Regions from separate parts of the Mus musculus genome. Here region 1 is linked to region 2. A link is a contact called in public Hi-C data. All regions are on one chromosome and are shown on one strand. Each heading gives the region's core, a stretch centred on a gene start, on an enhancer-like site or on the middle of the called end of the contact. The rest is flanking DNA. Distances are from core to core; before and after follow the strand shown.

Region 1 (5,306 bases), core at 94-2,593, 430 kb before region 2:
TAATCCCAGAAACATGTCTTTTCCCATTTTTATTATTTTAATTGAGACAAGGTTCCTCCGTGCAATAGCTCTGGCTGTCCTGGAACTCACTTTGTAGACCAGGGTGTGCTGGAACTCACAGAGATCCACCTGCCTCTGCCTCCTGAGTGCTGGGATTAAAGACATGGACTATTATCATGCCCTGTTTTTTTTTTTTTAAATGACCTTTCCATATTGCAGAATCTTAGCATTGTCATTTACTAGCTGGTGACCTTGGATGAGTGGGTTAGCTTCCTTAGTCTTCTGGTCTGTAAAGTGGATATGACCGTCTTTTCTTTGGAGAGCCACTTCCAGCCAACATAGAAGACTACTGGACTCAGTGCCTGACTTAGAGGACTTGTTCCACAAAAGCCCACCACTGGCATCATCACCCGCTGCAGTCAAGCGTCTGGAGAAGACAGCTCTGCCATGTCTTTACGAGCTTCATCTCGAATGGCCTGGCTCAGGGCCATTATTAAAGGCAAAATATACCTGTGACCAGAAAGGTAGACCTCTCACCAGACATGTGGCAAGCCCTGGGCATGAAAGGCTGGTTGAGGATTTGGTGTGTAACAGGCTTGTGACAAGCAAACACTTATTACCTAAGTAGACATTTGATAACAGTTTGTACAGTGTGTGGTGTTAGCACAGCCAGGCAGTTCATCCAGTCCATGACTAACACCGACTTCAAACATCGTTGAAGTACCTGGCCTCTTCACTTCTCTCTAAGGTAGCTTTAGTAACACTAGGCTGAGGGCTGATACCCTCCTGCTATTAGAAAGAGGGGGTCTTGAATAACCTGCCCTAGGTGTTCACTGTCCCTGGTCCTTGGGTTTCTTAAGAGCTGGAGTCTCCCTCCTTTATCACACCAGACACCTAATGTCGTGAAAGTAAAGGAGAATGTCTTTCTCTTTCCTTTTCTGTCTTCTGCAGGGATGCCACTTCTAAAGCTTAAAGGAAGTCCCCCGTGCTTCTTGGAGAAAGAGTTCCCATAAATATACCCCTGTTTAGTTCAGCAGGTCAAGGGAGTGTGCCGCAGCTTGAGAAAGCACCCTGCTCCAGCTGCACTCCCCTTCCACAGAGCTCCAAGTAGGGAGGATTCAAGGCTCTCTGGGATGCTATTGTTCACGTTCAGGGTCAGAACTGTTCAGGCCTGTTTTGTTGCTGAAAAACCCTAGTGGATTCTAGAAAAACAGAGCCAGCTCCTGGAGCGGCGCTCAAGTCGTATTTAACCAATTTAACTTTGCAAACTGCTCCAACCACACAGCACATGCTCAGGCCGCTGCCCCGCGTCTCTCTTTAAAAGGCCGGAGAGGAAATAAAAATGAATGATGACAAACTGTCCACATGGGTAGAAAAACAGAATAGCCCGAACGCTCCAGGGCAGGAACTGACACAATTTAATTAACTATTTGGAATAAACACACTTGGCCCTGCAAGTGAGGCCCTTTGTTTGCTCTCACAAAATAATGCACTTAATAAGCCCGAGATGAGACTTTCTGGAGATTAATTAAATGCAAGACCTTGGTTTGAAATGTTAGGAGTGGCCGAGAAGGTGAAGCATTTGCCTTGCACATTGTTCGGGAGACGTTGTCATCTCACATACAGAGTCCCCGACCTTGGTTAAGTGTGGTATGAAAATCGTTCCTAATTGTGATTTGGCACTGATGCTCTCTATAAAATGTGTATTTGTGAAATAGCCTAATGAATGTTTAACAAGGAGTCGCAGTGGATAAAATTTAAAGAGTGGCAGCAGTAGAGCTGACGTATTTAATTATAACCTGGAAGTTGGAAGCTGTTCTCTAAGAAGTAATGGCGTGTGTGACTGGCAATTTCATGTAAAAAAAAAAAATCAAAATAATCACAACATGTGCTATTTGTTGAAAAGCCATTATATCCGGGCCTGATGCTCAGTACACGTCAAACCCTCACAGAAGTCCTGCAAAGGAGCAGCCCCAGTCTCCTCCCACAGTGGAGGAAACCGAGTCGGAGAGGTAAATTGTCTGAAGTGACGGAGGTGGCCTGGAAGGCAGACCTTTCTCACTGTAAAGTTCATGACTCCCAGCTACCTATCACAGAAGAAACACAGCTGGGGCGGTTCTAATCACATGCTAGTTGCATGATAAATTAAGAGGAAATGATACCAGCAAATTTTATTTGATTGCTTATAGAAAGGCATTCTGTAGGCAGTGATTGTTTGGGGAGCAAAACAATTGCACGTGCTCTTGTTAGACGAAAGCACCCAGACTGACCTTAAATGCAAGAACACACCATGGAATTTCGTCTTCCTGAGCTAAGTCTCTGTGATTAATTCCGGCTTCCAAATTCTGTCCCTGTCATCTGCCTGATCCAAGCTGCACTCAGGTTTTTGTCCTCTGAGGGTCCTGCAATTATTGGTCACCAAAAGACACAGACCCCAGAGACCCCCAGGCACTCTCTAGTGGCTATCTAGGAAATGAGGTGCTGAAAGGGGCAACTGAGTACCTCGTGTTGTGGGTGGCTCTCATGGTCGTGCCAGAGGGACAAGGTCTGATGCCAGAGTCAGGAGCGATCAAGAGCCCAGATTATGGAAATCAGCTTTTCAAATCTGCTTATATGAGAGTGTCATGACTAGGGCAGTCTTGGGGAAATAAATGTCCTTAACAATCAAATTCCAGCTCACTCTTCCCTGCAGAGCCAGGACTGACCAAAGTTAGGCAGCCCTGACTCACCGAGAATCTAAGTTGTGGGCGTGAAGGATGCGGCGCAGCACCAACTAGCTACAGCCCGCAGGACGACCCCACTTTGGTTGGTGCCTTGACTTAAAACATCAGAGGCTGTGTGTTAAGTGCTGTAACCATGCACTGAGTTTCATCCCAGTTTATCCCTGTTTTGCAGATGAAGAAGCTCTAAGTGATAACGTCGCTTGCCCCAGGTTACTGAGTCAGCTCAATGGCAAATTAAACTCTTTGTTGTGCAACATCTGCCCATGTGGAACTATGTACAGATGTTCATCGACGTGGGATATGAGAGTCACAAACGCACAAATTGTTGCTTTTGACTTCAGGAAGATCTCTGCAAATTAGCCAGTTTTTTTTTTCTCCTTCTGACTTTCACACCACTCCCTCCCATATCCAGAACCTCAAAGTTAATTACTATTCCAGACACTCTGCAGCAGAGATAAACATCAGAGCCCCCTCCTTGCGAGCCTGCCATTATGATCTGGTCCAGGCTTGGCCCACAAATAGCTAATGAGGTTAAATATAAAATAAGATAAGGGTAAGGCTGAGAGGCTGTGCAGGTTCTCAGAGACAAGCAGATGACACTTGGGTCTAAACAGAGTTCTAAATAAGGAAAAGAAAATGGCCTCAGCCTCAAAAGGGAGACAAGGAACAGTTCCCCCATCCAGCTGCATGTGTCTTCCCCACCCCACTGCCTCACAGAGGGATGTCTGGACCTGGAATGCAATAGCAGCATCCTTCCCTTTTGTGGGACCATGGAGTTCAGAAAGGAAAGGGCTGACTTAGCAGTCAGGCAGCCTGGCCTGTTCTGGGTCATTATTAAAGCTCCATGACCTTGAAGAAAAGCTCCTATCTCCAGCCTCAGTTCCATTACCATCTACCAACAGTGAAGAGCATCTAGCACTGGCTCAGTGATATAAAGGACTACTTTGCATGTACCTTTGGGAACCAGAGAATCAAACGCATGCTCCTGGTGCTGGAAACATCAACTGTAATGAACTCCTCAGCAATCTAGAGAGAACAGAGCTCAACCTTTTTGTGTCCCCCCCCCCCCCAGGAGAGATTCCTAAGCTCTCTGCAGCTGGACATCTGGATCAGAGTGATCCAGAGCAGGAAAACCCCCTTCCACAACACGAAACTCTGAGCTTGGAAGCCAGGTGGCAGGTCAGGAGTAGAGTGGGGAGCGAGGGAGAGGCTAAGTATGAAGGACGCTAGGGTCAACGCTTACACAGAAGCAGCAATCACTCTTCGACTTCCACTAAGCAAGGCTCCACTCCTGGCTTTCTTGCTGTACAGTCATTAACCGCATCATTTGCAGGCCATCACAGCCTGGGGTGTGCTGCCCTCCAGTTTGTGTGGTTCCCTTTTTGCCTTTCTCTGGGAGCAAGCCCCAGCTCTCTCTTCTGAGCCATCCCTGGGCTGCGGAGCACTGTGAGGACAGGGTTCTGATGGCCTAGCTCCCTAAGGGCACTATCACAGGGAGCTGCTTTCATAACCAGCCTATGGTAACAGCTCTGACGGAAGGAAAATGGATACAGGGACAACCCTCTTGGCAGGGGCCCAGAGGATCTGTGAGAGGTCAGAGACTAAGACCTGAGCACCTTGTCAGCGCTGGCTGCCCATTCACGTGGCGTCCGTGTCGCTTTCTTGGGAACTTTATTCAGTCAGATGTCAGGGTCATTCGCCACTCACATCCCAGGGTCGTGAGAAGAGCAAGACAGTGTTCAGGTACAGTCCTGGGGCTCTTCTGCCAGGTACCACAGTGTGAGCAGTTCTCGGGAGAGAGCTGGTGGGGCAAAGTGGTTAATGGAATACTCTGTAGGCACCTAGCTGTGAACTCACATCATGCTCCTGCCTAGTGACCTTGTTTCATCCTTCTATGACTCAGTTTCCTCATCATAGAATCTGAGAGCAGACACTCTGAGAAGTTTTGCTTTTGCTTTTGCTTTTGAGACAGGATCATAGGCCCCAGCCCTAGCTAGCTTGGTATGCTCCATTTAGGTTAGGCTGCCTCAGATTCATGTCAATCTTCCTGCCTCAGCCTTCTAAGGTCTGGGATTACATGCGTGTACCACTTCACTCAGCTCTCAGGGTGGTGTCTGAAGAGCAATGGAGAAAAAGCTGTGTGAAACTTAGGGGAAGATGGGATCCCAGTTCTCGCGGCGGCGGCCATTGTTTGTCGCTGACACAGGTCAGCCTTGGCAATGCAAGCCAAGGGAAGCTGAGAGCTTATGGTAGAAAGAACCCCAGGCTGAACTCAGGGGACCTTCGCTCCAATGCCTGCTTATACATTGCAATTGTGTAAAGTCATCAGTCAAAAGAAAAATTATATTAACAGACGCAAAAGCCACCTTTCTCATGGCTCAGGGAGCAAATGCCTGGTGAGGGTGGAGGGGAACGCTCTGTCTGTCAGTGTATGCGACTAATTCAGCTCTGACAGAACTATGTGCACCATAGAACGCTGAAGATCAAAACACTTAAGAAAGGAAGGAAGGGGGGAGGGAGGGAGGGGGAGAGGGAGGGAAGGAGGGAGGGAAGGAAAGAAGGAAAAAGATAGATTGGTTTCTG
Region 2 (5,079 bases), core at 2,277-4,776:
TAAGACAAATCACATAGATTACATTGAAACATGAAGTAAAAATAACAAGCCAATCTGGGAAGGGAGGATTACCTGTCCATTGTCCTAAAACAATGTATTTACATCTGAGAAGACGGATTTTAGAAGCTTTGGCAAATCACTTCAGTTTTGGTCGTCTATGAATATTAAGCACTCTAAATGATAGATAGTTGGACTGTCTTCTCTGGGTGTGCACAGACATGCACCTCTTTGCTTTTCAGAGTTGGCATGCTAAATGTTTTATTAATGCACGCAACTTTCCTGAACTGAATTGAGGTTGAGCAATCACCCCAGGTTCAGAATGATAAGGTGGCAATTGTCTTGTGGTCAGAGCTGTGGCACTGGAGCTGGAAGCTCTGGGTACAGCCATAGCCCAGATGCAGGACAAAGGTCTTCACCAATTCTTACACTCCACCTACATGCACAACAAGACCTCGCTTCTCCTGCACCTCTTAAGAATACGAAAGTAGAAGCATTCATGGGGGATTTCAAACTTATGTTTAATTTTCAAAGCTGATCTTTTGCAGGGGGTGAGGTGTTGGGGGGAGGTTATGCTAGTGACTAAACCTAGGTCCACACTAAGCCTGCACTCCATCCCTGCCTTATTATATACCACCATTAGTTGGAAGGGGATAAACTCTAACATAGGCTCCAACCCTGAATAACACAAAGCTCTCCCCAACATCAGCCCAGCCGCCAACCTTCCCAAGGGAAACCCATGCTCTCCTGCTAACTACTGTGAGCACATACATGAAAACAGAGGACGCTGGTTAAATTCGATTTTTAGGTAGGTGGTAAATTTGTATTATCCATTCCAAATATTGTGCGGAAGCACTTATAAATACACAAAACAAACTTGATAGAGCTGTATTTTATCGAACAAGCCTTCACCATGGGTTCTTATGAAGTTACTGATTAACAAGAATTTGAATCGTGTATAGAGCTCTTAACTGCCAGAAAATGCTAAGGGACTCACATCGCACTACTTTTTAAAATGATCTGAGGATGAGGTGATTCTCCACTAGCTGATAGTAGAAGTCACCTGGGGAAGCAGCTCAATATTTTTTGATGTGCCCCTCATGTGATGAATCAGAATGGGACTTTTTGTAAGGACAATGCTGATGAACAGCTAGGCTGAGAGCCGCTGAGCTACAGAGGCAACGGAGCTCAATGACGTGGTAGAGCATGCGTGGTTGCTTCGGTGTAAAGTTCTCAGACTCTGCCGCACATTGAATTCATGGAGGGATTTGCAAAACTTACTGATGTCTGGAAGATTCAGATTTAATTAGTACTGGGTATAGTCTGTAGGCATCAGGAGTTGCAAACTCTCTAGTTAAGGTATTTTTAAGATGCAGCAAGGTTTGGAAAGCACTCTTTTGGGATGAGAGCTGACTAATGACTTTTGTGGGAGTAGAAGTGAAGCCCAAACTTCTAACCAAATTAAGAAACAAATGAGATATTACTTTTCAAGCCTGTTCACCTACATTGGCTGGAAGACTCAAATTTTATGAATGGGGTGTCACTGTTGAGGATTTTAACCTGGCTCTGTTTGCAGGATGCATGTTAATCCCTTTCCAGGAATTCTGGGGTGCAAATCATAGTTACACAGATCTTTCCACAGCAAAGCACCTTGAGTCACATGTAGTGATGGCCATATAACAATGTCTGTGATTGAACACAGGTACAACAGAGGGCCCACACGTTTAGAAAAGAACTGAACAAGCATAGTCACGGAGTACTGCAGCCAGCGTAAGGCCACAGTGATGCATTACTCATGTGTCTGTAGTGATGCTGGGGAAACCAAACCCATTCTGTCTGTCATATAAATGTATCACACATCCAATGATGCACAGTGCTTCATACGTGATAATAATAGATGATCATGTCTTGGTTTATGTATTTACTATACTACACTATAGTGGTTGAAATAGGTTTTGCCCCCATAGATCTATGTGTTTGAATGCTTGGGACATGGGGAGTGCTACTATTAGGAGGTGTGGCCTTATAGGAGGAAGTATGGCCTTGTTGGAAGCAGTGTGTTACTAAGTAGATGGGCTTTAAGTTCTCCTATGTTCACGTTCTGCCCAGTGTGGAATAAAGTCTCCTCCTGGCTGCCTTGGGGGACACAGTCCCCTTCTGCTGCCTTCAGATCAATATGTAGAACTCTTGGCTCCTCCAGAACCATGTCTGCCTGCATGCTGCCATGTTTCCTGCTATGATGACAATATACTCCAAAACTGTAAGCCAGCCCCAGTTAAATGTTGTCCTTTATAAGAGTTGCCTTGGTTATGTTGTCTCTTCACAGCAAACTAAGGCATACACTTTCTATAAGTAGTTTGGACTGCACTCCTATTCATTAAATAACAATGATGACAATAACAGCAGGTGTTGCAGAGCTGGTTACACATACACATACACACACACACACACACACACACACACACACACACACACGGGGAGTGGGGGGGGAGACCAACTACTACTGGGCTGGAGAGATGTCTCAGCAATTAAGAACCTCTTCCAGAGGTCCTGAGTTCAATTTCCAGCAACCTCATGGTGGCTCATGACCATCTATAAAGCCATCTGATGCCCTCCTCTGGCATGCAGGTATACATGCAGATAGAACACTCCTACATTTAAAAAACTCATAAATACATACATACATACATACATACATACATACATAAATACATAAATATTTTAAAACCTAACAACTACTGTTCAAGAATGGGTGTGGCTTGGTGGATTCACCAACCTAGCACATACAAAGCTCTTGTTTCAGTCACCAGCACTGAAAATGAAAGTGTTTGGAAGTTACTGAAGCGCAGACACGCTTTAGACTGCCCACAGCACTACGCATCACCGGCTTCCCCTGCCCTCCCTCTTCCTGAGATAGGCTCTCATTAAATAACTCAGGTAGGCTTAGACCTTGTAAATCTCCTGCTTTGGTTCCCCGAGTGCTGATACCATAGGCATTTTTTTAAAACCATTGACCTTCCCTGTTTACATCATGAAAGCGCATCGCAGGATTGAGCTGGGGGATGCAAGTTGCATAACTGCATTCTCTGGTGTTCGTGCAGTGGCACAACTGACACAGTTCTCGGAAGGTGTTTACATTGCTAAACAGTTCATGACCATGGAGTAAAGAAAACTTGAAAACTACACACTGACTTAACCAGACGCCATGCTGCATTCCCGGGTGGAGACGGAACCAAGAGGGAGATCTCAGCACCAGACGGACAGGAAAAGAGGACAATGTCAGCCTCCAGCCCCACTCCTAGAAGACAAAGCACCACTCGAGCATTGCAAACGTAAATGCAGTGATAAGGGACAGTGGCCGTTCTCGCAAATTGCTAAATGCACACGGATCCTGGAACAGTTTGTCCTCTAACATTTAAAAGCTTACTCGCCCCCAAGAGATTTCTTAGCCCTGAGCTAACACAGAGCAAAAGGAGCATAACTTTAGTGCCAAAAGCTCACACGTCTGAATTTGCCAAGAGCATGCACTGTGGGAGGATGTGGGCCCTTCCCCCAGCTGCTTGGGAAATCTGAGCGCTGGGAGAAGATACGACTGTCAGAGAAGATAGCCGATGAGTTCCAGAACTTCGTTTCAGGGAACTATTTCACAAGACTGACCGATTTATCAAAAGCGGTCACATAATACAGCCAGCAGCCCACAGTTTATCGTGGGTGGTTGATGGGATTCATCTGCAATGAAGCAATGGTCTCAGCATCCTGCCAGGTAGTGGGGTTAAGTACAACTAGTAAAGAATGACTGGAGCAAAGGAAAGGACACGTCTACTAACAGAACGGTTTAAAGTTTTATCAACAAGGCAGGGAGGGTGGGAGTCTAGATGGTCTGTACAGTGTACACCATACCCACAAAACAACGCCTCCCCATTTTCAGAGTGGGAGAAAGAGTTGGAAACCCAAAACATCATTGTTCAGAAGTAAACCGACCTTTCTCTAGTATTTCCCGTAGCTGTTCTTGTGCCTTCTTGCTTGCTCAGGGACCTTAAGGGCTCTGAAATGATATACTCAAATGTTTTCTGGTTGAGAAAATGAATAGGACATACACCGGATTGGTTTGAAAAAATGTCAATAAGTCTGTCCGTGACCTTGATAAAATATTAGAAAACTTTAAGTTCTTCGAGTACAGCTCTTCCCTTGAAGAGAATGCAATACTCAGAATTGGTATTTACATAGTGAGCATATTTCTTAGCCAAGGATTCATTGACTTCTGGGCCTCTCCAACAGAGCTAGTTTGCATACTACATTCTCTAGTATATTGAAAATGCTTGATAGAGCTGGATGTCCAGCACAGATAGAATGTGAGGGACGCTGGGTTTCATCCTCAATATACCAAGAAACGAGGAAAGGAGAGTAAAGGAAGGAAAGGTGGAAGGAAAAGAAGGAAGGAAGGATTACTGGGATTGCAGAAATAATATCACAATATACATTTTTTAATAAGAAATATTGGTTTAAGTAAAGGAAACCTTTATTGCTTCAGTGAAGGAAGCAATTGAACTTCTGGGCTATCAAATACTACCACATACTTCCCTGGAGTATAGACCAAAGGCTACTTAATTAATAAATGTTCAGCATATATATCTTTTGTAAGAAGCTTTGCTTTGTCAAAGATTCAAGAGGTTAGAGATTTAATCTGCATAATATTAGTGAGGTGTATTTGTAAAGTTATTTCTTCACATTTAACTTTAAGTCCTTGCATGTCCCAGTCACTATGACATTACTCGGGAAGAAGAACTGTAGTGAGCAAAATAGATAAAGCTCTTCTCTGGGTTCAAAAGACTTACAGCTTAGTGCTGAAGGCAGACGCAAATTACCACAAACAACTCATGTTCTGAAGGGCAAGGATAGGGTGCTATGAATCGCACGTAGGAGGTAAGCCCTAGGCTAAGAACCCAGGAAAGGGTCCGAGAGGGAATGATAGTTAAACTGAAAGATAGTCTTAATAAGAACAACTGCTTATTGACATTATGCCAAAAATGCTTGCCCGTTTAAGTTCACAGCTGCCTGTTAGATTGGATGCTTTGATTATCA

The links. A called contact is a pair of places that touch in the nucleus more often than the background predicts.
Region 1: a Hi-C map of uterus shows a contact between it and region 2, with 6 times the contacts expected there. The contact joins two enhancer-like sites. A contact is called at or near these places in 9 of 39 promoter capture datasets (the 3T3-L1 cell line, 3T3-L1-derived adipocytes, embryonic stem cells and 4 more), 1 of 15 datasets of contacts at CTCF or cohesin (pro-B cells), 10 of 484 Hi-C or Micro-C datasets (the N1E-115 cell line, embryonic stem cells and uterus) and 3 of 115 datasets of contacts at active chromatin or transcription factors (embryonic stem cells, fibro-adipogenic progenitors and stem cell-derived neural progenitor cells).

Annotation. Positions count from the first base shown.
Region 1 is chr11:35,269,593-35,274,898 of GRCm38.p6, reverse strand. All of the region lies in intron 4 of Slit3 (slit guidance ligand 3), which reads right to left. Among named protein-coding and RNA genes, the nearest start is that of Gm46277, 16 kb to the left of the region's middle. Within about 2 kb of position 1,343, at least 12 of the 459 cell types and tissues checked have an H3K27ac peak or open chromatin away from gene starts, as enhancers often do. A contact at or near this core is called in uterus, where this site is marked.
Region 2 is chr11:34,844,223-34,849,301 of GRCm38.p6, reverse strand. No RefSeq gene overlaps it. Among named protein-coding and RNA genes, the nearest start is that of Gm22022, 4.4 kb to the right of the region's middle. Within about 2 kb of position 3,526, at least 49 of the 459 cell types and tissues checked have an H3K27ac peak or open chromatin away from gene starts, as enhancers often do. A contact at or near this core is called in uterus, where this site is marked.